Regions from separate parts of the Mus musculus genome. Here regions 2, 3, 4, 5, 6 and 7 are each linked to region 1. The links are chromatin contacts, called in public HiChIP or PLAC-seq maps. All regions are on one chromosome and are shown on one strand. The core of a region is the stretch at or near the end of the contact, and the rest is flanking DNA. Distances in the headings are between cores, read along the strand shown. Region 1 holds the start of Tcf7l2 (transcription factor 7 like 2, T cell specific, HMG box). Region 2 overlaps Vti1a (vesicle transport through interaction with t-SNAREs 1A). Region 3 has its middle 8.2 kb from the start of Gm4470. Region 4 has its middle 48 kb from the start of Gm4470. Region 5 overlaps Gm52387 (a long non-coding RNA gene). Region 6 overlaps Vti1a (vesicle transport through interaction with t-SNAREs 1A). Region 7 overlaps Vti1a (vesicle transport through interaction with t-SNAREs 1A).

Region 1 (4,064 bases), core at 1,207-3,706:
GAGGGGACGAGCAGGAACGAATGTCTGCAGTGAGTGCCGGAGGTGCGCCGCAGGGAGCGCCCCGGAGAGCCTGGCACCCCCCGCTGCCCTGGACTCCCCAAAGTTGGGTGGCCGATCCCCAGAAAGGGAGGCATCCCCAAACCTCCTACACCTCCTTGAAAGCGCTCACCCTAGCCTCTGTCCCCGCCCCAGGGGCCCACAGTGAGCTGGTCAGGATAAAGAAGGCCTCCGCACCCCATCCGAAAGCACCGAATTTCCCTTGACACAAAAGTCCACTCAAAAGGCCATCCCGACTACACACAAATCCAGAAGCCCGGCCACACAGGCCTCCCCACCACGCACGGCTCGCAGCTAGCAGCGTGGGGCACCCAAGCCCTGCCGGGTCTGCAGAGAAAAAGCACGCCCAGGGCCCCCGGGCCTGCGAAGGGACCAAGCCTGGCAAGTGTGACCTTCCCTTGGAAGAAGGGGCCAAGAGGCCCTTGAGCCTGCGATCGCCACTAGAAAGCTAAAATGACTGGCTGGGGCCAGAGCCGGGCGCTTCCGTAGGGCCGAGACTGCTCGCTCAGCACGGTGGCTCCTGGAGCCAAAGGCACCGGGAACCCGCGCGGCCCAGCCGGGCCTCCCAGCCAGCAGCTAAGGGGTTAACCTGGGGAAAGCCCAAGACGCACAGAAGAGGGAAGGAAGAGAGGGAGAAGAAAGAGCCACACAGTCCTCTTCCCAGGGACAAGAAACAAACACCACCAGCAAGAGGGGGGAGGGGGAAATCAGAGCTCAAAAAAAAAAAAAATGAAAAAAGAAAAGAGAAAGAAAAATTAAAAGTTCAGATTGGCACCCCAACAGAGCCCTGCCTGAGGAAAAAAAAAAAAAGGCTCCCCGAATCGTGAGGCAAGCACAAGAAAAGCCAGAACATGGCGAAGCGCAAACAAACCCAGTCCACAAAAGGCAGAGAAAAAGTTTGGAGAGTTCGGGCCGCGAGGGGGGGAGGGGAGGGGGGAGGGGCGGGGCGGGGGAGGGGCAGGGCATGCGGGGCCGGCAGGCGGGCAGGGCGGGGAGCGCGGTGGCACTTACGGTTCGGGCGGTGGGCGAGAGCGATCCGTTGGGGAGGTAGGGGCTCGTCAGGTCGGGGATCATGATGAAGGGGTAGCCGGGATACGGTGGCCCCTTAAAGAGCCCTCCATCTTGCCTCTTGGCCGCTAACATGGCGGGGCGGCGGAGGGGACGGCGGCGGCCGCGCGGCGCGGGAGAGAGCGGGAGAAACTTTTTAGCAAGTGTCCCCCCGAGGGCCCGCGCGCGTCCCCGGGGCCCGGCCGGCGCGGGAACTCGGGTAGGGTGGGTGGGGAGTGGGGCGAGGGCACCCGCCAGGCCGACCCCGGGGAGGGGGAACGCAACCGCGCGGTTTTGGGGGCGCGCGGGGCGCACTCACCTTCTTCCAAACTTTCCCGGGATTTATCTCGGAAACTTTCGGAGCGAGGCGGAGGCCGTCTTTCCGCCTTCCCGGAGGGGCGAGGTGGGGAGGGCGAGGGGCGATAGCCGCGCCGAGGGGGTGCGGGAAGGGAGGGTCGGCGGAGAAAGGGGTGCAGAAAAACACGGTTACAAGTTTTCGCAGCCAGCAGCCCGGGCCACCGTCCGCGCCGCCCGCAAGCCCGACCCGCCTCGCCTCGCTCGCCTTCCAGCCCCGCTCTCCCGGCCCTGGAACCGGCTGGAGCCACCCGCCAGCCCGAGGGGCTCTTCCTACCTCGGAATCGGAGGAGCTGTTTTGATTCGTCTCTGATTCATTGACCAGCGAGGACTTGACATCGGCTAAATCCCTTTCCGCCGAGGAGTTTTCCGAGTTCTTCTCCTCCTGCTCGCCTTCGTCTTTGAAGGAGATCAGCTCGTCGTTAGCGCCTAGGTCATCTCCTCCACCGCCGTTCAGCTGCGGCATTTTTCACCCACCAGCAGCAGCAATTTTGGAAGAAAAATGAAGGAGGAAAAAAAGCAAAAAAAAAAAAAAAAAAAAAAAAAAAGTTTTGCGAGTCCCCCCCAAAAAAATACTGCAAGAAAAAGACGAGTCCAAGGTTAACTTTTTTTTTTCCTGCTTTGGGGTCTTTCTCTCCTGGGGAGGGGAAAAGAGGGAGGAGGGGAGGGGAAGGGGGGAGATCTTCTGCACGCGTGAGTTTGGGTTTCTTTTTTTCTCTCGTTCCCAAGGATCCGATCAATGTGCAAAAAAAAAAAATAATAATAAATAAAAAAGGGGGTAAAAAAAACAACAACAACAACAAGAAGAAGTCAGATATAAGAGCAAAGGGGGGGGAAGCCGAAGACACCGAAGGATCTCGTGCCGCTCGGATTTGAGTGAGTTGAAGTTAGACTGAGCTTTTCAGTTCAAAGGCGGCGCTGATTGACAGATAGAAAAAGGGGGATCGAAATCCGGAGGAACGGAGTAGTCTGGGAGCGGAGATTATTGACAGGGCGAGAGGAACACACTCGCCTTAATGAGATGCCAGGGGGCGGGGCCTCCCCGGTGACGTGTGCATAAATAAACAGCCGGGGTGGGCGGGGCGGGGGCGGCCAACAATGATCCTTTGGGCGCCGGGAGAGGGAGCGGGGCGGGCCGGGGCCGCGGGAGGCGCGCGGGGTGCGGCCTGTGCTCAGCGTGCGAGCCGGGCGCCCGGACGGTGCGGGCCTCGCTCCTGGAGGGGGCGGGTTCCGAAAGACAATGCGGACCGGGAGAGGAGGGGAAGGGGGTGGCAACCCAGTCCGGAATCTGAGCCGGGGAAGGCGGAAGGAAAGCCCACTTGGGGGGCGGGGATGGGGAGAGGCCCAGAAAAAGTGTTAGCCAAGAAGTCCTGAAGATGGGGTCCAGGAGGGGAGGACTATGGGACACAAGGACGGGGTGCTCAGTGGTTAAGTCCCCGATGAAGTCGGCCGCACTGGGGCGGGAAAAGACACGACTGGTCCAAAAGAAGGCTTACCTCTCTTGCTCTGAGAGAACCAGGGGAAGCAGAGAGGCTGGGCCATCTACAGGGAGGGTAAGGCTCCCCTCCCTTGGCTTGTTTAATGACAGTGAATCATGTCATTCAATGTAAAGTCCCACTAGGTTAAATATGCCAAGAAGGCGTTTTATCCAAGAAAACAAATTGTCTGGGGTATTAAAAATATCCTTAAGGAAAATGTAAAGGTTTTTTTTTTATTTTTTTAACTGACGTTGGAAGTAGGAAGTGATGTAGGATCCAAGTCCTTTGGAGGTGAAATGTTTGGGCGTTAACAGCTGCAGGGAAAAATAAAAGTGAAAGTTCACCAAGCCCTGGGGATGAGTAGAGCTGGAGTTTTTCTCCAAAGGGGACTGAGATGAAATGCCCTAAGGCTCTAGATGCTGAGGGCCCTGACAGGAGAAAGTCACCAAAGCTGGCCCAGAAGCCCTTGGGAAGAGGTGGGCAGCCTGGGAGTTGAGATGGGTGTTTGTTGGTTATTAGGCTCCAGTGAGGGCAAACCGATTTGCTATGAGGTGGTGGAGAAAATTATGTTAAAGGAGAAAGGTGGATCCCCAAACCGTGTTTCTGTCTGGTAGACTCAGAAGAGCCTTTCCCTTGCAGATAACCAATGAGAAGTGGACTGGGACGTCCAACGGGCAAGAGGAAGCAAAGAAAAAAGAAATCAGAAAGAATGAGTCAGTGGGGACTGGCAACTGCCATTAGGTGTGATGTTATCCTGAGGTCCACCACGTATTAAATTAACCCACCCTCCCCTTTAATAAGCTCATCTGTTGTAGATTTCCAAAAGTAACCAATTTACTGTGTAATATTTAGAGAATTTGGGGTTTCAACAAAACTGTTCTACAGGCTAAGGCCTCAGAAAGAAGACAACGGAAAACAACGATCCTGAGATTCACAAGGCTAACGAATTCCCCTGCACTGGGAAAAAAAAAAATCCCAAGCACATTTGCACACTAAAGGGAAAGATGCAGACAAAATAAGGATGGGGTGGGCGAGGCGGGTGAGAATCACAGTCCCACCTCCCAACTTTCATATTCATCAGAAAACCAGAAGTGGAGGGAGAGAGAAAGAGCCTGGAAAAAAAAAAAA
Region 2 (4,142 bases), core at 757-3,256, 350 kb after region 1:
ACCAGCAAGGCACAGGGAACACATGGGATTTACACGGAGGTGCACAACTGCCAATTCATCTCCAAACATACTAGCACACAGTGTTTTGGACTACGAACTAAAATCAGAATAAACTCTTAGAAATAAAATTATATACAGATCTTTTAATTACATCTAATGGGCAAATCAGAGAACTCCTCTAATATTCCAAACTTTCGTTTCTACACTGAGACCCTATAAGTGTTTTTAATCCCACAATAGATCTACTCAGGTTACCAAAATATATTCATAGGCGAGCCATGTCTATGTATGAATGGCATGTGCATGTGGCACACGTGCAGATGTTGAGATACTTTAAAATCTACGACCATGTGTGCCTGTACACGTGGAGGTGGGGCTGCTTATGTATTTGTATAAATTACTATCTTTTGCCCTCAAATCAATGTTGGTCAAAGAGAAAGGAAGCATGCAAATACAACTCTACAACTTTGTGTTGTTGACAGATGTCACTTAAAATTGAAGCAATGCTTTCCGATGATAATAAAAAAGGAGGTGCCACATGCGCTATCTGAGTGGCTGCCGAGTGAAATGATCTACCTTGCTCTAATGAGCCCCCACGGATCTTGGAGATGCAAGCTGTATTGACATGCACACTTAAGCTAATACACCTAGACCAGTGCCTGCGAGCTCCGCAGCCAGGGAGGCTGGCAGAATACCTCGCTTCCATCTTCAAAGAAAGGAAGTGATTAGGATGTTATCATTATCATTCAAAACGTGATTTCCTTATTCCCTCCCGGCATAGGTGACACATCTGAGATGCGGCCAGACGTTAGAGGCAGCTAAAGCCACATCAAAGCTTTCCTTGAAAAATTTTGGGGGGGAAGGGTGGGGGGGGAGAATCATTAAAACAATGCTTTTAGAACAGAGAGAAAGGACCTGATGTGAAGGTCAGGAAGCGGCAAGAGCAGCCTACAATAATTAATAGAGATGTCTAATATACATTGCAGAAATTAAGAGAAATATTGCCCCTCCTTCTGGAAAATAAATGAAATAAATAAAACGGAGGAAGGAAGTAAAGAGAGCTTCTTGTGTCACGAGAAAAGCAGTTATGGAGGCTGCAAGCGAGGGAGCAGGGCAGTGCTTCTCTCTGTGCTCGCCGTGACGACCTCTAAATGAAACTCAATCCTACCACAGCTTCCCAAAAACTGTGCCTTTAATTCTGATTCTCCTTCCATGCAAGTTCCGGGAGTGAAGACTGCTTTTCTCTCCTCCGAATACTGTTTTCTACCTAAACAAAGGACGACAAACTGGTAATTCTCTAAAACATATCAACCCGATCTGAGAAGGCAAGGGTAACTCTACATTTTAATCCAGACGAAGACAATTTTGGGCTTGTTTTCACGTTGTATGAAATCATAAATTCAAAGAAGATATTTAGCTTAATAGAGATTTAAAAAAAAAAATCACACACCTTATTGGATGTGGATCTTCCTCTATGTTAATAGTATGATGGCAAAAATAAAAGCATGCTACACATGTGAAGAATAAAGTATTTAAATAAGAAACAATTTGGGGGAATTCTAGAGCTAAACAGGGAAACAAAATGTCACAATGGGCATGAAACCCTGCACACTCTGCACTAAGCAGTGGAAGCAACCGCTTCATTTTTTCAGAGGAAATATACACCCAAGAGGATGATCAGCTTAGGGGCAGCTTCCCAGCAGGGCTTCCCTTCACATTTTGAAACTTCTTCACTAAAGTCAAACTAAAATCAAGTTCTCGGAACAGCTGCGCTGTTTACATTGTCCCTCAGCTGTGCGTGCTGTCCTTTAAATGAAAGGCGATCCACGACAGAGGCGCACAGGCTTTCAGACTGCCCCACTCTCCATCCCAAACTCCTTCTCTCACCCTCTTCTTGGCCCTCTTCAAAGGAGGTGAGTGAAGCTGCACAGGAGCTTCTGACGGGGCTCAGCTTGTGTGAGGAGCTGGGCAAAGTAGAAAGACGGGCTGCAGGATTCCAACAGCTCGGCACAGCTCCCTCTGCGCTACAGCCCTGCCTCTAACATACCCTGAAGAGAGCATTCCGAGGAAGGACGGGCACAGTGAATTTCCAAATACAACAAACACTGTGTCCTTGAATAGATAGGTTCTTGTCTTTTTAAAAGAAGTGCAAGTGAAAAATTGAGGTACCATTCACCGTATGAGTACGAACAGACCCTGACTGGGAGAAGAGTCCTTCGGAGCCATCTGCTTGCAAGCTCGGTTGCATCACCAAATCCATAAATATTAGTGTTACACCCAAATCAAAGACACGGACAATACAATTCCTGAAATTATCATTCTACCACCAATAATTCTATCACAGTACAGCCTCAGAAACATCAACTACGGCACTGAAATTGGTACAACTGCTGACAAAGGAAAATAAGAGAAATAACCAAGCAATAATATATAACACAGGATATGGGAGATATGATTTTTAGCTTTCTGTATGAAGAATTCCTCAGATCCTGCATCACAGCAGAACAACTGGACCAAAAATTACCATGGTTATTATAACACACAGGAATTTTATCCATCAAATCCCTGCCAATTCATGGACAAGAGCCTTGTGGAGCTTCTTTGCATGCAGTGTGTATGTGTGTATGAGTGTGTGTGCACATATGTGTGCATAAGTGCATTCAACGCTAGTGTTCCTTTCATCAACATCTCGACATTCAAGTTCATCAGCAAAGGGTGAGGATCTCTAAATACACAGAAGAGACACACAGACCTCCCAGGGACAGTAATGTTTATGCCTTCACTCATTCAGAGAGTAATCAATACTATAACTAATTACACTCATTTAGTATACACATATATACATATACTTTTGGAAAAGAAAAAAAAAACAAAAAACAAAAATATCAGAGGCTATTGGCGTGCTCTCTTTCCTCAGCTTATGTGCCATTATCACTTTTGCTGAGCTAAATTGTCACTCCAGCATGACAGTTGTTCAAACCCCTGTTCACAAGTCTCAGGATCAACACCTCCAAACACTCAACAGAACAGCTGTCCGCCATAAAGACTATCCAGGAAAGCTATAGTTAATAGGCTCAACCCACTGCAGAAGTAATTCAAATGACTGAGGCTGCTGTGAGCAAGAGGACTGTTTTAACAGCAATATAGTCTGAGACTTGGTGTCCTTGTGAGAAAACCAAACTCGATGTTACTGAATACGATGTAATTATCTCTGAAAAGGTGAATCAAAGCATTTTGGTGTGTTTGGACTTTGTGGAAAACAACAACAGAGTCATCTGGCCCCCGTCAATGGCGCTGTGCAGGGACTGATCAGGCCACAGAAGACTCTGGAGCAACGCAGTGGACCTGACTGACTCAGGAAAGAAGAACGCATCTGGGGGCATCTGGGGGCTGTTTTCTACAAAAAGGAAAATGCTTAACAGTGAGGCAAGCTTGGCTGTCCTAGGGTGTTCTTGTACCAGAGCAAGGGCATTTACAGTGTGTGTGTGTGTGTGTGTGTGTGTGTGTGTGTGTGTGTGTGTGTGTGTGTCCCTGTGCTGTTTTTCTAGGGATCCCTGGGATCTAGCAGGTGGAGGGAGTTTTCAGTAAAATAAATCAGGATCAGGAAAAAAAAATGATGTCATACTAACCTCACTGAGAAGCCAACACAAATAAAAGAAACGTGAAGCTAAAAGACCACAGAACAGCACAGCTCTGTACAGTTTTAGGGTACGCCTGGGTTATTCCTCCGCTTTTTGGCTTTAAAAAGATTAACTGCCTCTCAGTGTCAACAAGAAACAGTGCCCCCACAACAACTAGGAACACTTCTGAGAAGACGGTCAGGGGAGAAGACTTCTGAAGTCATAAAGTCAATAGTTTTGTCAAGTGTACATTTCCCTGAAAAAAAAGGAACACAAAACCCTTCAGACTTAGAAAATAAAATTTACAAGAAATAGCAGAACTAAGGAAGAAAAAAAAAAAAAGCAAGGCAAGAAATACTCACCTCTTCACGTAATTTTATCAACTGCACCATGAATGCACACACACAAAAAGAAGATAAAAAGGGGAGAAATGGCAGGAGAGAAAGATCAGTTGTGTGACAGGATACAGAATTAACATTGACAATTCATCTGTTTACATGTTTAGCATTTAAAAATCACAGA
Region 3 (3,629 bases), core at 830-3,329, 330 kb before region 1:
ATGTCAGCCTATGAATGTAGAACCTTAGGAAGCCCATCCCCTCCACAAGACTTCCCTGCAAACAAAGGGCAGACACTGCACTCCTGCAGTATTTGAAACATGCTCACACATTCTTCAACAGGGTTCCCACAAAGAGAGAAAGCCCAATTCTCCCTCTCCAAGGTGGTTGCTTCCCGTGAATCAGACATTGAAGTGATGCTGTGTGGTCTCCAAGACTGGATCATAATGGGGGGAGCTTCCCCCTTGCCCTCCCTCCCCCTACTTAACAATCTGCTTTGGAGCTAGTCTGCTATGGTGGTGGGAGGAAACAGGAGCAAGTGGAGGCAGTGGGAGTGGCAACAGTCTTTATTGCTGCACAGCCTAAGGAAAGTTGGCCAGGGCTTCTGCTGCTGTCACCCGTCACAGTGTCCCAAATGCCCTGGGAGCATGCTGGCCTTGGCGTGCACACAGAAAGTATGTATCAGTAGAGGGAGGCACCTACTATACCACTCCTCTTGGAGGAAACCCCAGGATCTCTGGATTTCTGACATCTTCTTCCTCTGAGTCCCTTGGTGATTCAGAGGGTGGCACCTGGCACAAGGTGGGGTCGTTGTGACTCTTTAACAGACGTGCCATCCTGAGAGGGACCACAGGAGCATGAGATTACTCTAAGCCGAGCCCAGAAGGAAGGGGGCTGAGTGGGAACAGGAAGACCAAACGCAGGACTGACTTGAGGGGACCTACAGTCGCCTACGGAAAGCAAACCCAAGGCTGGGAGGACGAAGAGAAGCAGAGCAGCTCATTGTGTTAGTTTCATTGTGTCAGCTGTTTCTTTTTCTCAGAGCTGTGGTAAACTACTTGATGATACAACCCAAGGAAGGAAGGATTTAGTTTGGATCACGGCTTGCAGGTACAACCCACCGTGGCAGGGAGGCACCGCAGGAGGAAGGCGAGAGTGTGCATCCCATCGCGTCTATAATCAGAAGGCAAATGCGTGATTAGCTCATCATGGTCTGCTCACACTCGCCCCACACTCATGAATGACAAAAGGGAGCTTTCGTATTTCAAAATTTCAAAAAGATGTTACAGCTAGAGATCAAACCCACCCTCCTCTCCCTCTCCTCCTTTTCAAAAACCTCTCGAGTCTGCTCTGTGCTGCCTGTATACCCGTGGCTATAGGAGGAGGGATTGATAAATCCCTCCATACTGACTCTTCAGGAAATGAAGTTAGCTGGATCACCTATGCCGTAACAGTAACACGCACACCACACGTGACCTGAGAGTTTCTCGTTTTGATTTGACTTCCGGGAGTGCAGAACCAAGTTTGCAGCTTTTTAAATCACAAATACCATTGCATTTATATTCTGATTTTTAAAATTCCATTATTCTCCCTTCTACTTATTCTCACCATAGTTCACACTTGATAACACTAATTAATGTTTGCCCTAGTCTGTCTCTCTCTCTCTCTCTCTCTCTCTCTCTCTCTCTCTCTCTCTCACACACACACACACACACACACACACACACACACACACACACACACAAACACACAATTTGGGGCCCATCCTATGCCACAGCATGCGTCTATGTGTGGGTCAGAGAGCAGTGCACAGGAGTTAAAGTTGGTCCTCTCCTTCTATCATGCAGGTCCCAAGGATTGAACTCAGGTCAGCTCAGCTTGAACGTGGCAGGGAGTGCTTTTACCTGCTGAGCCATCTCACTAGCCCTGTGTGTCCCCCCCCCCCCAATTTCTTTTTTTTTTTTTTTTTTTTTTTTTTGGTTTTTCGAGACAGGGTTTCTCTGTATAGTCTTGGCTGTCCTGGAACTCACTTTGTAGACCAGGCTGGCCTCGAACTCAGAAATCCACCTGTCTCTGCCTCCCAAGTGCTGGGATTAAAGGCATGCGCCACCACCACCCGGCCCAATTTCACTGGTGACTTTAGTTCAAATACATGTCATGGGTACTTTCAGCTGGAACTCACTCACATTCATTCTGAAGGGACAGCGTTTCCCGGACAATAGGAATTCCTGTCTCTTAGAAGAGGAAGTCAGGCATAAGAAGCCACTTGTCCAGAATCATCAGAGGAATAAGAGGTCAAGCTTGCCGTTGACAGCCTGGCTCGGAGCCTTTGTTCTGCCTTACTGTGCTGTTGGCCTTGCTAGGTTAGAATAAGCCAGCAGCAGACGAATGTATAAATGCACGCGAGCACACACACACACACACACACACACACACACACACACACACCTTACACGTGTCCACCTACACACCATCAACTCTACAGAGGCAAATTATTGGGGCTCTTGCTCCCTGCTGTTTCTTTTGACTTGAAATTCAGCAGAGACAGCATGGGCATGCCATCCAAAGTACATCTGGGGCAAAAAAAAAAAATAGTAGTCCAGAGGAGGAAGAGAGAGCTGTTTGCAAATGCGGAAGGATGTGCTGTGCCCCTGCCACCCCACCCCCCAACCCTCACAGGGCTGCTTCCTACTCCTCAGCACAGCTTTCCCCCATACATGATGCCACTGACATTGTTGTGTAGTGGAGGAACGATCTGTCTAGATGCCCTCTGCAGCCCCGTGGCTAAGAGCCAGCTCTACGAGGGAAGAGCCAGGGGCCAGAAGCGGTGTTACATCGATCGAGCCGTGCTAGTATGGGCTCAGAAGTCAATATCTGCTTGACATGCTGCGAAGTGTCCTCGAGCACGCCGGGAGTCCAACTCAAAAAAAAAAAAGTGTGTGTGTGTTTTTTACTTGTAGTTGATAAAATAAGATGGGGGGTGGGGTGAGGGGAGACAAGATGCGGAGATACCCAGCAGTATTCGAAGCTCTTCACTTATTTTCAAGTAGTAGCACTTTGGATCTTTTCATAAGAGTTCTGGAGCACTGGGGCTGCAGAGATGGCTCACAGGATGAGAGCACTTCCTGCGCTTCCAGAGTTTGGTTCCCAGAACCTGCAACTTAGGACAGCTCACGTCTGCCTGCAGCTCAGTCCAGCTCCGGGGCATCTGATGGCTTCCTTTGCCTTTTTTTTCAGGCACGTGCACACATGTGTTTCACATTCACATGGACATAAACACGTATGTATAAATAAGAACAAAATATTCTAAAGTTCTACTGTCCTGATGGGGCTAGGACTTCCAGTGAGTCTGCCTGTGTACCTTGTGAAGCCCTTGTGGGTAGTGCTGCACTCGCTGGCTGCGGTCTGTTGGGGAATGTGCATTTCCTGTGTTTTGGGGGAAATCCGTAGCTATCCGATATCAAGCCAGTTTCCCTTCCCTCCCTGTATCCTATAATATAGAAGAATGCCTGCATTGATCTGGGCTTATTTCTACGTTCGTCTGACTCTATCATTTTCTCTTGCCTCCCTTTGGTACCTACTGGGGGAGGGGGGGAGTGAGCCCCCTGAACCCACTTTCTGGTTGTTTGGTTGGCTCTGCTCTCCCTGGGTCTCTGGCTCACCTGGGTCTTAGAGCATAGATCCTTCTCCTTCCAGGTTTCACATTTGCAGGTTGCAGTTGCTGATTGGCTACATTTGCAGGTTGCAGTTGCTGATTGGCCACGAACGCAAGCTATATCCTCCACCCCAGAGCATGAAAAAGATGATATTTTCCCCTCTACCTGACTCCCGGATCCGTGTGGCCATCTGT
Region 4 (3,645 bases), core at 630-3,129, 290 kb before region 1:
AAAAGGAAAGGAAAGGGAAGGGAAGGAAAAGAGAAAATAAAAGAAAGAAAAGAGAAGAAAAAGAAGAGAAGAAAAGAAAGGGAAGAGAAGAGAAGAAAGGGAAGAAAAGGGAAGGAAAAGAAAAGAAAGGAAAGGAAAGATGAGAAAAGAGAAGAAAGGAAAGGGAAGGAAAAGAAAAGAAGAGAAAAAAGAAAAGAGAAGAGAAGAAAAGAAAAGAAAAGAAAAGAAAAGAAAAGAAAAGAAAAGGAAAGAAAAGAAAAGAAAAGAAAAACATCACATAAGACAATCTGATTGGGAGCCTGGCTGTGTTCATAATTTAAATAATCACTGTACTAAAATTTCAAATCATTATCAAAGGAGCAACAGTGTAACAAAGATAACAAGAGAACATCTGTAAGGCACAACTCTGTGTGTGTGTGTGTGTGTGTGTGTGCGCGCGCGTGTGTGTGTGTGTGTGTGTGTGTGTGTGTGAATGTGTTTATGTATGTATGTGGTGTGGTATGTCTTTGTGTGTATTTGTCTATGTGTGTATATATGTGGGCACGGGTAGAGGGTATTAAAGGAGCTTATAAAAGCGTTCAGATGAGCTTGCTGTGGCATTTCTCATCTGTTCCTGAAGTCTGTTGATTCTGAGCCACCTTACTTCCAACTCCCAAGTGCAAGTAGGGTTGGGCATCGGGTGGTCCAGGGCACAGGCAGCATCTGGTGCCCAATGTGGTTATTGACTACTTCATTGTCCTCGTTTTGAGGCTGCTTGCAAACCTCCTTTTCTGGGGGCTCATTTTTTGCTTTGTGTTTCCAAAGCAAAGTTCTCCTAGGCCCACACAGGACTGTCTGTTTCTCATTTAGTGAAGTAAGTACTGTATTGCAGTTTGTAAAGAACTACCATGGAAAGGAAGGAGAGAGAGGTGGGGGGGGGGTTGGAGGGGAAGAGAAAGGGGGAGGGGGAAGGGAGAGAGAGGGGGAAGGAAGAGGTGGAAGGAGAGGGAGAAGGGGATGGAGAGGGAGAGTGGGACAGAGAGGGAGAGAGGGACAGAGAGGGAGAGGCAGGGGAGGGGGAGGGGAGGGAGATGGGGGACGGGGCAGGGGAGGGGGACGGGGGACGGGACCGGGACCAGGACCTGGACAGGGACACACCTAAAACCACCCAACTGGCTCACGTCTGGGCCTCACAGTCTTACAACAGAGCATATGGCAGCTGCTCACCAGCAGCATGCCTGTTACAAGTGGGCCTCAGCAGCTGTCCTTCCATCCATCACAGCTCCACCCAAGACCTTACTGGGGCACACCATAGGCAGGGTGTTTACAGCATGGCCAATGGATATGGCTGGACTGGCTTTCTGCTCCCAACAGTGAAGTGAAGCCTGAGAGCTAGCGCCTGGGAAGCTGAGGCTCTCTGAGTGTGGAGTGCCATATACTGGGCTCCGGAGGAGCGGGAGGTGAAGGATCATTTCCGCAGTGGAACTTGGGGTCGGAAGGAGCAGCAGCAGCCGCTGCTGGGAACTTGACTGCGCAGCCCTGTGTCTTTTGTTGTCACCGATTGTCCCTCCTGCAGCCTGCCACTGGGACCCCTGAATGCACCGCAGACATTCTTGGCACGCTGGGGCCTCGGTGCTGGGCTCAGGTTCATTAATCTGCCTGCCACTGAGTTGCTATGAAAAGAGGAAATTGTTTCCCTGCTCCCGGAGAAGCAAGGAGAAAGAGCTGAAGCAGGAAGAAGGCCCAGGCCGACTTCCCACGTGCAGCCAGGGCTGGGGTGCTGCAGCCTGGAGCCCAGAGCACCAGAAAGAGCTGGCATGTCCCTCCCTGGAAAAACCTTCCGTGCACGTGGCCAGGCCATTAATTAGCCCAGTAACAGACGCTAGCCCTGAGTCACCATGGAGCACAGACAATAAGGCCTGTGTGCTAAGGGAGATGACAAATGAGGGCCACAGAGGAGAGGAGGAGAGCAGCAAAGAAGCCGAGGACCAGAAGACCGCCGGGCCAGAGAGCTGGTGTGATTTCCAAAGGCTGGCCCATGAAGGAGGGGAACCTGCGATTGTCCCAGAGCCGTGTAGGAAATCTACCTTTCCACTCTAAATGGACAAATGGCAATTTTGACAGCCACAGAACATGCCTGCTCTGGGCTGAGTCTCTTTGGGAAGGTTATGAATCAGAAATGTGGGATTGCGGGGCCTAGCTCACATCAGGCTTAACAGTGGGAAAGTAAGCATACCAAGGAGCCGGCTAAGGTAAAGAAGGTCCCGCTCTGCTCAAGACTCGATCTAGCACAGGGAGAGCCCAGAGCCCTTAACAAGTAGGGAGGTGCCGGAGCACACAAGGATGAGGGGGTCGGGGAAGAAAGAGAGAGGAAGGTAAAGATAGCAGCTGTAAGACCCATGCCCAGTCTTGGCTTTGGAGGTTGACAAGCTTAGATCGCTTAAGCATTGGGGAAGTCCCTGTGGCCCGTGAGTCACCTGAGGGTCAGAGTGTTGATGCCACAGCCCCATTCCTTGAGCAGACATCTTCCACGGGAACATCTACGTATGCTCTTCGTGTCCTTTCCCCGGATGTTTTAGTTTTCCATTGGCAAACAGATCAGTTCACTATTTTTATTATTTAGTTTTCAAAAGCCACAAAAATCTAGGCATAAAATTCCCATCGATTCAAAAAGTTCTATCCCTTCTCTATAATCAGCCCCTCCCCCCACCCCAGACTCCCCGCGCCCTTCTAAGCTGGTGACCTTCCCTTCCAGCTGCCTTTCCTGGGTCTTCCTACCCAAGGAATCAGGTGTTTGTACCGTCTGGTTCCCTTCACTCAGCACAATGTATCCGACATTTGTCTGGGTTGCTGGTGTTGGCCCATCTGAGTTGTTGGGTATTGGCTCTTCATTGCTGAAGGGTGTCCTGTTATGTGTAAGTACAGTTCTTGGGTAACTCCTCCAGTGGGGAACACCTCTCACCCCATCCTGGCCCTGACTTTTCTAGAATGCTTTTACTCGGGGAGACTATTTTAAAAGTTACTGACTGGGGCCAAAACTTTAGTATAACCTATTTTTTCCTCCCTCTATGGTTTTTTAAGGCTTCTCAGGATAATGGTTTCACTTAGCATTGACCTCTCAAGCTCAGAAGAAACATGCCTTTGATGTTTTGCTTGTCTTTGTGTGTTTCAGTATGTCAAAGTACACAATCCAAAGACTTTCAGTGTATCCATTGTTATACACACCACCACCACAGTTGATTTAGAATGTCTTAATTATTACAGTAGAAATCTCTAACTCCATAGCTGTCATGACCAGTTCTCCATAGCATATTGAACTGGCCACCACTAATGTGCTGAGTCTAGAAATGTGCTAGCCTGGTATTTCACATAAAATATTACCATGTGACCCTTTATTCTCTACCCTCTGACCCTTTGCATAACGATTTTCAAGTTTTGCCTATGAGTCAGGAGTTCGTTTTTTAATTGGGAATACTGTTTCATTGTGTGGACATACCACATTATTTATCTATTTGCCAGTTGATGTACACTTGGTCTCTTCTTCCTTTTGGTTCTTGTGAATAATGTTGTTTTGGCCTCATGTATTGGTCTTATGGGGGTATGTGCTCTGGCCTTGAACTCTGAGATTTACTTGCCTCTGTCTCCTGGGATTAAAGGTGTGTACTA
Region 5 (3,871 bases), core at 403-2,902, 360 kb before region 1:
GGTAGACACTGAAGTGCCCATCTTGAGTTGTTGTGAATTCACTAAGATGAAAGGGGGAAAAGACTTGACATGCCAGAAAGATGTCATTCCTGTGACGGCCAAACTGACAACTCAGACAGACTCCGTGTATGGTTTGCAGTGTGGTTAGGATTCTGTGTTTCTAAAAGGGACTGGTGCATGAAGGACTAACTCACGAGCCCAGGTTTTCGGGGAGAAAAGACCGCAGGAGCACTGTAATAATAACAGTGGCCAACCTCCCAGAACCTTGTGTGCATCTGCATGGTAGCAGTGTCATCATTTCTCATACATTTTTTTTTTTTTTTGCCACAATGAAGTTTTGAGTTGTGAAGCAATTAAATGACCACATTCTCTTCTGTGCCCTGGGAATATGCATATAAAATAGATTGTTTGGAAATAAGGTGCATTTAGTTTAAATCCTTAGAAGGACAAAGGACACCTAACTTGGCAGTTTGATCTACCCTCCTGAGAATAAGCTCTGAGAGATGGCAAAGAAAGGAACTACGTACTCACTCATCCTGGTAAAGTTCCACCATCTTATTTCAGAGAGAAGTGGAGGAGAGAGTGTAGATGAAGATGAGACAGTCAACGAGGACTTCCCATTTAAGGATAAAGTCTCCAAGCCTCAGAGACACTCACAGCAGACTTACTTCAGTACCTTAGCTATAGCATGCCTGGTAACAAACTCAGGGACTGGAAAGATGGCTCAGCAGCTAAGAGCACTTGCTGTTGTGACAAGGTTTGGTTTTCAGCCCCAGATCAAGTGTCTCACGATGGAGTGTTCCAACTCCTGGGGATCTGGTGCCCTCTTGTGGCCTTCATAGGCAATCGCGCATGTGTGCATATAACCTGACACATACACACATCATTTAAAAAAAAAAAAGCAAAAATAATGATAATAATAATCTATCAATGCCTACACGTTTTTACCTCTCTCCCTAGCTCTGTTCACATTGGTGCAGTAGAAAGAGAAGGGGAAGAGAGACTACTTGGGCACTCTAAGGCTGGAGAGCAAGGAGCCACCTTTTGTCAAGAAGTTAATCTCCAGTATTTATTTGGGTGCAAGCAAGATAGAATAATAGGGAGGGAGGTTCTCCATGTAAAAGAAACTCAAAAGCTTTACAGACTGACTTAGGTGTAATCCTTATGGGATCCCTAACAGCTCATAAATAACTTTTAATGAGATTTCCAGCAAAGCAAAATAGCAAGTCCAGGGATGGGGAGGGGTAATTTTTTTTTGTATTTTTATTTTGTGTTCAATAAAGCTCATACTTCATACTGTTGTTCTCCAAGCCCATAACAAAAAAAAAAAAAGAAGGGAAGCCATTTCAATAAGAAGATATTAGAACTGAAAATATTTAATTAACTGATAGGGACAGGAAACGCTTGACTATGTCATTGGAAATACTTGACATTGGCCACTAATCTATGGAAACTCGCAGGGCTGAGTCTCAAGCATGTTCCAGAGTTAAGCAGAGAAATAAATCAAGGTTTGCAAATGTCATTTAAGTTTTCACCTGTCCCACGATTCAAAATTATTGGCTTTCCAATGAAAAGCATATGTTGTGTCCCTAGCCTGGGGAACTGTAATGAAGTGCGGCGGACACTCTCCAGCCTCCCCCCCATCGTGCCCCCTCTTTATTTCCCATAGAGTGAAAATAATTACTGAACCCTTCAGGGAACGCTTCCCTGCGTCTGGTCCTCCGATAAGCCCTGCCATGCTGGCTCCCTGAGCCCTACCCCTCTTCCTTCAGGGACTGCAGTTTGATTTATGAGAAAATAGTTGGCAAATTGGGATGTCCATCTTGATGGATGACATCATTTGTACCATTTTGCCGATCACGTATGACTACCTTTCTGTTTGTTTGTTTAGCATGGTTGCAATTGATCCGCAGCTCCAACAGCTGAAAGGGGGGCAGCAGCAACTGTGTCCCCGGGGGAAGGCCACCAAGCCAGGAGATCTCTGGCCTTTTCTTTCTGGAAAGCCACCAGTGAGGTTCAAGTCTTTCATGATGCTCTTGCATGAGCTACCTCAGGCGGTCCCACAAAAGATAACACAGGCAAGACTGATCAGGTTTCCTCATTTGGAGGGAAGGAAAAGTGCGTTCAGAGAGTCTGACTGCTTGGCCCAACATCGCTAGTCAATATCATGGGTTTCAACCTGGATATTTGACCCTAAAACAAGTGTCCCTCTTTTTGTTATCTTTCATCTTGATGTATCCCACTCCTGCAGCCAACCGTCTATAGCACACACATGCACACTCAGGGACAAACACTGTCTCCAGCTGCTTGGAGCTGTTTGTTCCTCTTGCTATCTTCCGTGGTCCCTGTAGCCATTTCCTAGCTAGTCCCCAGCCCTCTGAAAGTTCCTCCTATTTTGTCCTCAACAGCTCAAGCATTGCAGTTCTACAAAAAGAAACCATTAAGTTGTTGCCCTTGAGCGACTTCCAGTATCCTCCAGCCACTGCCCTACAGAAATTCTCAGCTTATTCTTCCAAAATGAAAGTTATAGAAGTGGGAAATGGGACCCAAATCTGTCTGCTTTGAATGTCCTTGAAATGTAACACTTTACCTTAAAACATGACCCTGCCATTTTTCTTATGCAATATCTCCTTGTTCTCCTTTCAGTTGGAAATAATTATTCTCATCTGAAAATTGTCAATTAATGCGATTGCCTGGGATCTTTGCCGCTTTAGTACTCTCTGGCTCTGTGTCCTCCTCAGTACACCTCTTCATTTTTAAACTCCTGGGAATCACCCTAGCTCTCTCTCAAGAGAGCAAATCTAGAATTGCAGCATAGATACCGGGGCCCCGGGATTCACCACTTCACCATTTTTTTTTTTTTTTACCATGCATGCCACAGTGACTTTCCATGCCTCGATGTCTTTATAGGGTTCTTACCTCAGCCTGGAGATCTCTTTCATCTCAACCTGAAAACTTCTATCACACAGCACACCTCTGTAGCACAGCTTTCTGTGTGCCCACTGGATACGGATACAGCTAAGCCCTATTGAGTGCACCCCACTCCTGGTAGCAGTTAACCTTCTGCAACATAAATAGGTCAGGCTTCTCTCCTCCCTAAAAGAAACTGCCTTCGCCTGTCTTTTACCATCAATGCCCAGGGTCATCAGCAGAAACTTAGAACTAGATAAATACAAGTAGAAGGTAAGAAACTTTTAACACTTTGCACTGGAAACTTTTCAGAATCTAATTCATCTCAGTCACTACATTGTACTGTTTATAAGCGCTTTTACACATTTCTTTAGAAGTCAACAGTGAAATCAATGTTTGATGCACTCCATATGCATGATCCTGTTTGATCTCTGTGCTCACGTTAGGAAGCAGCTCCGGGCCACCTCAGCTCCTGCCTGACATGGAGGGGAAACTCAGTACTCGGCTTTGGATGCCTGCATTTGGCTTGTCTCATTCTATCAGCTTTATGTGACCTCAGTTTTCTGGTCTGTACATTGAGATTAAGTATGATAGTTCCGAGAGGCGGTTTACTACGGCAATCAAAAGAACAAATGCTACAAATAAATCCCAGGCTAAGGGTCGACAAACTGTAGCCGTAAAACAGATCCAGCTAGCTGATTTTATGTGGCCTTTAAAGTAGTGTCTATCTATCATTCATCTGTCTGTCCATCCATCCACCATCCATCTACTTACCTACCTATTTACCTACCTTACCTTATACTTATTTAATTGTGATGGAAATTAAATCCAGGCTCTACTGAATGATTCGGTATTTTGTCCCCGACTTACAATCCACAGCCATAAATAGCTCTTAAGACTAAGGAGAGTAATAATAAATATGTCACAACACATGGATAGGTTATGCAATTCAGATATCAAT
Region 6 (4,015 bases), core at 1,497-3,996, 290 kb after region 1:
TATATATTGCAGACACTTAAATACTTGCAGAATAAATAAATACAAATATGAAGATATAATATATATATATATAGACAAGATATATATGTACATATATATTCACATATAAATACATATATATATAAATAACTCACACTCATTCCATTTAAACTTCCCAAGTCTGGGATTACAGGTATAGGTTAGCACACACAGCTGGTATTTCCAATTTCTTAACTAGACTGATCCACTGAAGATGTTTTACTAATAATAATCAAATATGAGTTCGAGCCCATTATTTTAGTGGCAGTTCTCAATCAGTGTGAGTGTGACCCTTACCCGGCTTGTTAAATAGAAATATACGAACCATGAAAGCAAAACAGCATCAGTTCTTAGAGGCCCAGATCACGTGGGGGGAGAATCGGGCCAAGAGGAAAAGGAAAAGCTCGCTTGCTCTTTTATTTTGTATGTTCCTACTGTATCTTAATGATTTATCTTCATTTTATGTGTATGGCTGTTTGTGTGCATGTATATATATGTACCCCATCTATGTCTGGTGCCCACAAAGGACACCAGAGGATGCTGGATGCCCTGGAACTGGGATGTAGTTGGGAGCTGCCTTTTGGGTGCGGGTAACGAAGCCCAAGTCTTCTGTAGGAGCACCAAGAGCTCTTAACTGCTGAGCCATTTTTCTAGCCCCAAATAATTTATGAAGAATTAAAAATTACTAAAACAAAATCATTTGTTATATAAGGTACAAGGTTTGCTGAATTTAGATAGGAATTGCAAAAATATTTGGAGATCACCTCTATAGAGGTTGCTTGCTTCTTCCCTTCCTTCCTTTCTTCCCTCCCTCCTTCCTCCCTTTCCAGGGTCTCACTGCTCACCTCAACTGTCCTTGAACTCATGCTCCTTCCGTCTCACCTTCCACAGTCTGGGGCTGCAGGTGTAGGTTAGCACACCCACATGGCATCTCCGGTTTCTTAACTGGACTGATCCACTAAAGACGTTTATTAATAATCAATTATTTCAAGTCTATTAATTTGTGTAATAATTTAAATAAAACACCTGCCCAGTTTGTAAATAAAGAATGAAATTCCAAGGTCTGGCCCGGAGGCTCTGACTAGAATTGGAGAACAGGAATTTGCACTTTAAAAATAGAAATCACCCCAGGGGATTCAAAGCCCACCACTTCAAAACCTTGTTCAAGACAGAAGATTGTATCAACTGGTATTTAATGAGGACCAATTGTCTGGGAGGCAACTTTGGGTAATAAACATTAGATAAGCTTAATTAATTAGCTATTAGCAAATGAGTATTTCAGTTAGTTGTAAGCGGTAACATACCATAACGATCTGGACAAAACACCTTGAAGTGAAATTACATGAAAAAGGTTTCAGTTGCCCCATTTGTGTGACTTTTTAAACAGTCATATTTAATACAGCTCTTATGTCACACCTCCACCCACTTATGTGGAGATGGCCGGGGCCTGTGAAAACAAGGTCAGAACACAGTCTCAGTGAGTACTGGGAAAGGTGGACTACCAGCAAACAGATTCTCCATGTGCTAAAGTTAGGATCTGCTGGAGACTTGGGTCCAGTTTCACGTGGCCATTATCTGTCTATCTGTTGGCTAGCCCCGAGATTTGTCCTTTGTAAGCAGTGAGGGCTGATTTTAGGCTTCCTTGATGCTGTGCACTACTTGTGTAAATGTTTTCTTTGCGTTGCCCATGATACCTGGGAAATGCTGTGCCCACATGTGATGGTGGCCCATGTGCTTTCAGTCTTGAACACGCATTCACGCAGGCACGCACACACACTGACATTATTCACTTCCAAGTCAAACACATTGAGCTTCTGTTATAAAATAGTCATTGTGATAAATCGTACCAGAGTTTAAATGAAAAATGACTGGGAATTATTCTGTAGAAAAATATGGGAAACTGCCGGTTCAGGGTTAGGCAACAGTCGCGAGTGGTAAAATGCTCAGCTAGAGCTACTCCAGCGACCCTGCCCTTGTGGTGAGGATGTTTTGCTAATGGACTAGTATTTAATTTGTATTTTTTTCCCTCTTACAAAAACAAATTTTTAAAGGATTAAAAAAAAAAGGGAGGGTATTAATAAAATGAAAGGCTTTTCAGAAATCCTACAAGTCTCTAGTCAAACAAATAACCGATGCATATTATCAGCCTGGGATTTCACAACGCTGTCAGGAGACACAGAGGGGCTTGTCTCAAACATTTCCCCCTTCTTGTTTCAGTCTAGATTGATCAGGGGCTCCAACCGCCCTGCTGCCAGAATAGCCCCTATTCCATTTAGTGTGGCCGAGGGAGGAGATGAATGGGTGCCTAAGGAGGGCTATTGCTAATTAGCAGTAACTAATAAGTATGGGTAATGGCACTCGTCCTTCAACTCTTGAGACCCTCAAGTTTAGATTCCAGACCGAAGTGAAAATACGTTCATCGGAATCATGCTGCTGTCCCTTCCAGAACGATGATGGACACTGAGCTGAGGCTGAAGGTCTGTGCTGATGTTATCTATGGCTGGATGGGCTTCGCAGCTTCGCAACAAAGAATACCTCGGACACTGCAACTCTCTCCTCCCCGTGTAACACGGTAACTCATTGTCATTAGATCTCAAAAATCTTAAAACGATAGATCTGTTCTTTCAGCAGAAGCCGTTCCCCTCACCCTCACTTGGCCCAGTATAGTGCACAGTCCGTAAGTTACAAGCCGGGAGCTCTCTCCAGCAGTGTTTCCAGCAGCTCTGCGTTCTCTGGAGGTGTTTCCGGCCCCCTGCCCCCCACTCTCTCCAGCAGTACTCCCAGAGACAACACCCTAGCCACCATGCTCTCTCCGGTGGTGTTTCCAGCACATCCCCAACCCGGGCAAGGACTGAAGATTTTGTCTGAGGCAGAAGAGTCCTATAGGAATGGATTATAAAACACCTCCAGGCTTGAAGCGTAAATTCAATTTATAGCCCCAATCTCTTGTTCTAAGACAGCTGGGGAGAGCAGCCCCTGACCACCTGGGAGCCAGCCCTGCATCTGCTTAAGACCAAGAGGGGCCCCCAAAAGAGTTCTTAGCCTAGGGTGTGGGTAACAGTGAGGTATAAGACACCCAGGGGAAACAGGATTCGGAGTGTTCTTGGGGGAAACAAAGTTGTTTTAATGCTGTTTAGAATAAGAGCTCCCCCACCCCCGTGTGTGTGTGTGTGTGTGTGTGTGTGTGTGTGTGTGTGTGTGAGAGAGAGAGAGAGAGAGAGAGAGAGAGAGACTTCTCTGGGCTGCTCTAATAAAATGGGAACATGGTGTTTTTAGATTTCTCTTAAAAGCCTCTAGCTTGTCTCTTTCCTGCTGGATTTACAATGCTAAAAGGCAAAATCCCAGAAACGTATTTCTGTTTACTTAAGAAGGATAAAGTGTTACCCCAAACAGAGGAGCCTTTTACCAAGACTGGAAAACAAATGGTTTAAGGGCATTACCATCTGCATATCTCTCATGCCAGCACATTTAAAGTCATCAATCATGTATAATCCCGAACATAGGGAGGTGTAAAAGTGCTAAAAAGGCCCCATTAAAATCCGAGCCTTTTCAGGTGTACCACCCAACCCTGAGAATTACACACATGCCAAAAGAGCTCCGGCTATACACACAATACCATTAGGGACAATTTATCATGTCTTTAAAAGTGATGTATAGTACATTGTGAAATCGCTTATTAACTCCAGAAATAACAAACCCAGCTTGTCTAAATGTACTTGAACACCCATAATTGGAATTTGGAAAACCCAAGTTAGAATCTATCCTTATTTACACAGCTTAAACTCCCTCCTAATCTACCTTCTCGTTTTCACTTAGGTGGTTTGAAATTCACATTTTTAAGCCAGCATGGGAAGCTCCTGGTCGGTCTTTTTACAAAAAGTTCTGAGGTATTTGAGACAGGCTTGCTATGCCTAACACCTAAAATGAACAAAGTAAATTATAAGAACAAACTGACTTTGGGTAAAAATCTAATTTTAAGTCTTTTATTTTTTTTCAT
Region 7 (3,927 bases), core at 1,145-3,644, 310 kb after region 1:
AGTGTGGTATTAAAGTCCCCTACTATTATTGTGTGAGGTGTAATGTGTGCTTTTAGCTTTAGCAAAGTTACTTTCATGAATGTGGTGCCCTTGCATTTGGAGCATAGATGTTCAGAATTGAGACTTCTTCTTGGTAGATTTTTCCTTTGATGAGTATGAATTATTCTTCCTTATCTTTTCTGATGACTTTTGGTTGAAAGTCAATTTTATCTGACATTAGAATGGCTACTCCTTCTTTTTTCTTGGGACCATTTGCTTGGACAATTGTTTTGCAGCCCTTTATTCTGAGGTAGTGTTTGTCTTTGACACTGAGGTGTGTTTCCTGTATGGAGCAAAATGCTGGGTCCTGTTTAAGTATCCAGTCTGTTAGTCTATATTTTTTTTTATTGGGGAATTAAGTCCATTGATATTAAGAGATATTAAGGAATAGTGATTGTTGCTCCCTGTTATTATTGATGTTATTTTTATGTTTGTATGGTTATCTTCTTTTGGGTTTATTGAAAGATTACTTTCTTGTTTTATTCTAGGGTGTAGTTCCCTTCCTTGTATTGGCGTTTTCCATTTATTATTCTTTGTAGGGCTGGATTTGTGGAAAGATATTATGTAAATTTGATTTTGTCATGGAATATCTTGGTTTCTCCATCTATGGTAATTAAGAGTTTTGCTGGGTATAGTAGTCTGGGTTGGCATTTGTGTTCTCTTAGGGTCTGTATGACATTTGCCCAGGATCTTCTGGCTTTCATAGTCACTGATGAGAAGTCTGGTGTAATTCTGATAGGCCTGCCTTTATATGTTACTTGAACTTTTTCCCTTACTGCTTTTAATATTCTTTCTTTGTTTTATGCATTTGGTATTTTGATTATTATGTGAGGGGAGGAATTTCTTTTCTGGTCCAATCTATTTGGAGTTCTGTAGGCTTCTTGTATGTTCATGAGCATCTCTTTCTTTAGATTAGGGAAGTTTTCTTCTATAATTTTTTTGAAGATATTTATTTACTGGCCCTTTAAGTTGGTAATCTTCACTCTCTTCTATACCTATTATCCTTAGGTTTGGTCTTCTCATTGTGTCTTGGATCTCCTAGATGTTTTGGGTTAGGAGATTTTTGCATTTTGTATTTTCTTCGACTGTTGTGTTAATGTTTTCTATGGGATCTTCTGCCACTGAGATTATCTCTTCTATCTCTTGTATTCTGTTGGTGATGCTTGATTGTATGATTCCTGGTCTCTTTCCTAGGTTTTCTATCTCCAGTGTTTTCTCCCTTTGAGATTTTTTTTTTATTGTTTCTATTTCCATTTTTAGATGCTGGATAGTTTTGTTCAGTTCCTTCACCTGTTTACTTGTGTTTTCCTGTAATTCTTTAAGGAATTTTTTTGTTTCCTCTCTAAGGTCTTCTACCTGTTTACCTGTATTCTCTTGTATTTCTTTAAGGGAGTTATTTATGTCCTTCTTAAATTCCTCTATCATCATCATGAGACGTGATTTTAAATCCAGAGTCTTGCTTTTCTTGTGTCTTAGGGTAACCAGGGTTCACTGTGGTGGTAGAACTGGGTTCTGATGATGACAAGTAGTCTTGGTTTCTGTTGCTTATGTTCTTGTGCTTGCCTTTTGCCAGCTGGTTATCTCTGATGTTAACTGGTCTTGCTGCCTCTGACTTTGGCTTGTCCCTCTTGCAAGCCTGTGTGTCAGTATTCCTGGGAGACCAGTTCTCTCTGGGAGGAATTTGTGTATTGTGAGCTGTGGTACAGGGTCAGCTCTGGGCTGCAGACAGAGACCAGAAGGATTCTGTTCCTAAATGATCCTTGGTTCCTATGCCCTGATGGCTCTGTGAGGGTCCCTCTTGGGCCAGGAGTTTAAAGAGAAGTGGTGGTCTTACCTGTGCTTGTAGGTATGTAGGCACTCCTGGGAGACCAGCTCCCTCCTGGTGGTATTTGTGTACGTAGCTCTGTGGCACAGGATCAGTTCTGGGTGCAGACGGAGACCGGGAGACTCCTGACCCAGGCAGCCCCTTGGTTCTTGTGTCCTGAGGGTTCTGGGTGTGTTCCTCTGAACAGCAGTGGTTGGTCCTACCTGCACTCACAGGCCTGTTCGCACTCCTGGGAGGCTCACTCCCTCCTGGCACTATTTGTGTATGGGGCCCTGTGGCAGAGGATCTGACATTATTTTCTGGTGGAGAAGATAATGAATGAATGAGCATAGGGTCAGAGAATGAGAGACAAGTGTGGAGTCAAGAGAGGTTGGAAAAGATGCTGCTTTAGCACGGTGGTCAGGAAAGAACTTGCTGCACAATGGGAGGAAGCCATGTTTGGACCTAGGAACAGACCTTTCCACATAGCAACAGTATCCTGGGACAAAGTCCTCCTGGGCATTTTCAAGGAACAGGCAAAGGAAGTGTCACAAGTCATGACTAGAATAATAAGAGACCAGATGGCAAAAAAGTTGGTAAAGGTTTCGCCACCTCTGGCTCTCTAGTGGCTCCCTCTGCTTTGTGCTTTCAGTAAGGAATGTGAGCTCTTATCATCCATGCCTGCCTCCCACTGCCATTAAGGACCCCCCCCATCCTCTGGAACTCTTGTATCCGCTGCCTTGGTCATCGTGTTAGATTATAAGAGAGAAAGTAGCTAATATTGAGGGAAATACAAACTTGAGATTTATCACTGCAATTTACTTATATACATACATGTTCTGGATTTTGTGAAGTTAAAATTAACTAGCATAGTTTGTTTTCTTCCCTTTTCTGGCTCTCAGGGCCCTTTCCTTTATGCAGTAAAGAATGACACAGCACCTTCAAGTCTCTCTGCCTGCACACCCTTTCATTGTTGTCTATCACCTCCTACTGACACTGAATCCTTTCTTTTATAAGGACCCTTGTGATCACCCTGGGCGCTGCAGATAAATGAGATGCTGCAGAATAAACTCCCACCTCAAGCTCATCAACTTTTATAAAATCATTTTTTTTTCCCAGAATGGAGTTTATAGAGTTTAAGATGTGATCATCTCTGAGGGAGAGGCATACTGTCTATGGGTCACACACCATTTTCAGAGACTTCACCCTCAGAAATGTTTGCAACACTGCAGTTGATGACCAGAGAGTTCTGGGGATGGCCAGCTCAGGAGGGAAAGCCTGCTCCGTTACCCACAGACTCTGTGCCCTTAGACACAGTTTTAAAGTCTCTCTAAATGTTAGTTGAGAATTCCACAAAATAAGAGTAGTGGTAGCATCTAACCCACAGACACTGAACAAGAAGCATGCAGTATAATTTACTTAGGAATATTTATAGGGTTGCCATCTATTTGCCAGCCTTCCATGTGATGGTGGTGGTGGTGGTGGTGGTGGTAGTGATTACTATTAGCATTTTCCTTTTGTGAGGCAGGATCTGGCTATGTAGCACTGGCTGGCCTCAAACTTGCAATCTCCCTGACTTAGATGCTGGAACTCCAGTGCTGCACCACACCAAGCTTACTGGGAACTCCAGCAGTGAAGGGCTTCCTCCAGTGCCTTGTGCAGGCCTGGCTATTCACGCACTTGGTATTCATCCCAACATGCTTTGTCTCAATCCCAAACAGCTCACTTAGAGGCCCTAAGTACGCTGCCCTATAAGGTCCTTAAGGGACAATCTTCTCTAAGCTCTGATAAAAATGAGGGAAAACAGGCTAGTCTGGGCCTCCTGCACCCTGCTCCTTTCAGCACACACAAGGCACAACAGCTGACAGCTTCCCCTGTCCAGGCATCCTCTTAGCTCAAGCTCCTCCTTGGGGCCTGTTTTCCTACAGCATTCCAGCTGACTAGATCTCTGAATCCTATCCCTTCAACTGTTTGCCACTTCATGCCTTTTCTGCCAACCAAAAATTTGGCTTTCCACAGTTGCCCTGGCCTCTTACCTTTCTCACCTTTGGTTGTCAGAGGAGTCTGTAGACCCCTAAAACACA

The links. HiChIP or PLAC-seq counts read pairs in DNA pulled down with a chosen protein or histone mark.
Region 2: an H3K4me3 HiChIP or PLAC-seq map of embryonic forebrain shows a contact between it and region 1, with 7 times the contacts expected there. The contact joins the enhancer-like site here to the promoter of Tcf7l2 in region 1. A contact is called at or near these places in 11 of 39 promoter capture datasets (the C10 cell line, HPC-7-derived erythroid cells, the SN4741 cell line and 8 more), 19 of 115 datasets of contacts at active chromatin or transcription factors (acute myeloid leukemia, bone marrow-derived macrophages, craniofacial prominence and 12 more) and 1 of 9 other capture datasets (pancreatic islet).
Region 3: an H3K4me3 HiChIP or PLAC-seq map of neural progenitor cells shows a contact between it and region 1, with 21 read pairs. The contact joins the enhancer-like site here to the promoter of Tcf7l2 in region 1. A contact is called at or near these places in 10 of 39 promoter capture datasets (the 3T3-L1 cell line, 3T3-L1-derived adipocytes, the HPC-7 cell line and 6 more) and 9 of 115 datasets of contacts at active chromatin or transcription factors (the NIH/3T3 cell line, astrocytes, craniofacial prominence and 6 more).
Region 4: a contact with region 1 is called in an H3K4me3 HiChIP or PLAC-seq map of neural progenitor cells, with 8 times the contacts expected there. The contact joins the enhancer-like site here to the promoter of Tcf7l2 in region 1. A contact is called at or near these places in 3 of 39 promoter capture datasets (the 3T3-L1 cell line and cranial neural crest), 6 of 484 Hi-C or Micro-C datasets (adipose-derived mesenchymal stem cells, embryonic fibroblasts, nephron progenitors and 2 more) and 9 of 115 datasets of contacts at active chromatin or transcription factors (the NIH/3T3 cell line, astrocytes, craniofacial prominence and 6 more).
Region 5: a contact with region 1 is called in an H3K4me3 HiChIP or PLAC-seq map of embryonic limb bud, with 7 times the contacts expected there. The contact joins the enhancer-like site here to the promoter of Tcf7l2 in region 1. A contact is called at or near these places in 8 of 39 promoter capture datasets (the 3T3-L1 cell line, cranial neural crest, frontonasal cranial neural crest and 4 more), 1 of 484 Hi-C or Micro-C datasets (embryonic limb bud) and 8 of 115 datasets of contacts at active chromatin or transcription factors (the NIH/3T3 cell line, craniofacial prominence, embryonic forebrain and 5 more).
Region 6: a contact with region 1 is called in an H3K4me3 HiChIP or PLAC-seq map of bone marrow-derived macrophages, with 5 times the contacts expected there. The contact joins the enhancer-like site here to the promoter of Tcf7l2 in region 1. A contact is called at or near these places in 15 of 39 promoter capture datasets (the 3T3-L1 cell line, 3T3-L1-derived adipocytes, the C10 cell line and 9 more), 1 of 484 Hi-C or Micro-C datasets (ventricular fibroblasts) and 17 of 115 datasets of contacts at active chromatin or transcription factors (the NIH/3T3 cell line, bone marrow-derived macrophages, craniofacial prominence and 12 more).
Region 7: an H3K4me3 HiChIP or PLAC-seq map of neural progenitor cells shows a contact between it and region 1, with 20 read pairs. The contact joins the enhancer-like site here to the promoter of Tcf7l2 in region 1. A contact is called at or near these places in 8 of 39 promoter capture datasets (the C10 cell line, cranial neural crest, frontonasal cranial neural crest and 3 more), 1 of 15 datasets of contacts at CTCF or cohesin (the NIH/3T3 cell line), 10 of 484 Hi-C or Micro-C datasets (the HL-1 cell line, adipose-derived mesenchymal stem cells, brown adipocytes and 6 more) and 20 of 115 datasets of contacts at active chromatin or transcription factors (the NIH/3T3 cell line, bone marrow-derived macrophages, craniofacial prominence and 14 more).

The regions. Positions count from the first base shown.
Region 1 is chr19:55,740,202-55,744,265 of GRCm38.p6, reverse strand. It overlaps Tcf7l2 (transcription factor 7 like 2, T cell specific, HMG box), which reads right to left and starts at 2,456. Exons shown (of 15, transcript NM_001331146.1): 1 at 1,736-2,456; 2 at 1,424-1,490; 3 at 1,069-1,193. The coding sequence starts at 1,924. Gm31734 (predicted gene, 31734) reads left to right here and starts at 1,063. Exons shown (of 3, transcript NR_168128.1): 1 at 1,063-1,104; 2 at 1,674-2,057; 3 at 3,576-4,064.
Region 2 is chr19:55,387,050-55,391,191 of GRCm38.p6, reverse strand. The region is part of intron 4 of Vti1a (vesicle transport through interaction with t-SNAREs 1A); the gene reads right to left. Among named protein-coding and RNA genes, the nearest start is that of Vti1a, 73 kb to the right of the region's middle. Within about 2 kb of position 2,006, at least 8 of the 459 cell types and tissues checked have an H3K27ac peak or open chromatin away from gene starts, as enhancers often do. A contact at or near this core is called in embryonic forebrain, where this site is marked.
Region 3 is chr19:56,067,916-56,071,544 of GRCm38.p6, reverse strand. No RefSeq gene overlaps it. Among named protein-coding and RNA genes, the nearest start is that of Gm4470, 8.2 kb to the left of the region's middle. Within about 2 kb of position 2,079, at least 42 of the 459 cell types and tissues checked have an H3K27ac peak or open chromatin away from gene starts, as enhancers often do. A contact at or near this core is called in hematopoietic stem and progenitor cells and neural progenitor cells, where this site is marked.
Region 4 is chr19:56,027,770-56,031,414 of GRCm38.p6, reverse strand. No RefSeq gene overlaps it. Among named protein-coding and RNA genes, the nearest start is that of Gm4470, 48 kb to the left of the region's middle. Within about 2 kb of position 1,879, at least 117 of the 459 cell types and tissues checked have an H3K27ac peak or open chromatin away from gene starts, as enhancers often do. A contact at or near this core is called in the NIH/3T3 cell line, astrocytes, embryonic limb bud and 5 more, where this site is marked.
Region 5 is chr19:56,097,647-56,101,517 of GRCm38.p6, reverse strand. All of the region lies in intron 2 of Gm52387 (a long non-coding RNA gene), which reads left to right. Among named protein-coding and RNA genes, the nearest start is that of Gm31912, 6.2 kb to the left of the region's middle. Within about 2 kb of position 1,652, at least 2 of the 459 cell types and tissues checked have an H3K27ac peak or open chromatin away from gene starts, as enhancers often do. A contact at or near this core is called in embryonic limb bud, where this site is marked.
Region 6 is chr19:55,455,267-55,459,281 of GRCm38.p6, reverse strand. The region is part of intron 5 of Vti1a (vesicle transport through interaction with t-SNAREs 1A); the gene reads right to left. Among named protein-coding and RNA genes, the nearest start is that of Vti1a, 140 kb to the right of the region's middle. Within about 2 kb of position 2,746, at least 17 of the 459 cell types and tissues checked have an H3K27ac peak or open chromatin away from gene starts, as enhancers often do.
Region 7 is chr19:55,431,463-55,435,389 of GRCm38.p6, reverse strand. All of the region lies in intron 5 of Vti1a (vesicle transport through interaction with t-SNAREs 1A), which reads right to left. Among named protein-coding and RNA genes, the nearest start is that of Vti1a, 120 kb to the right of the region's middle. Within about 2 kb of position 2,394, at least 2 of the 459 cell types and tissues checked have an H3K27ac peak or open chromatin away from gene starts, as enhancers often do. A contact at or near this core is called in neural progenitor cells, where this site is marked.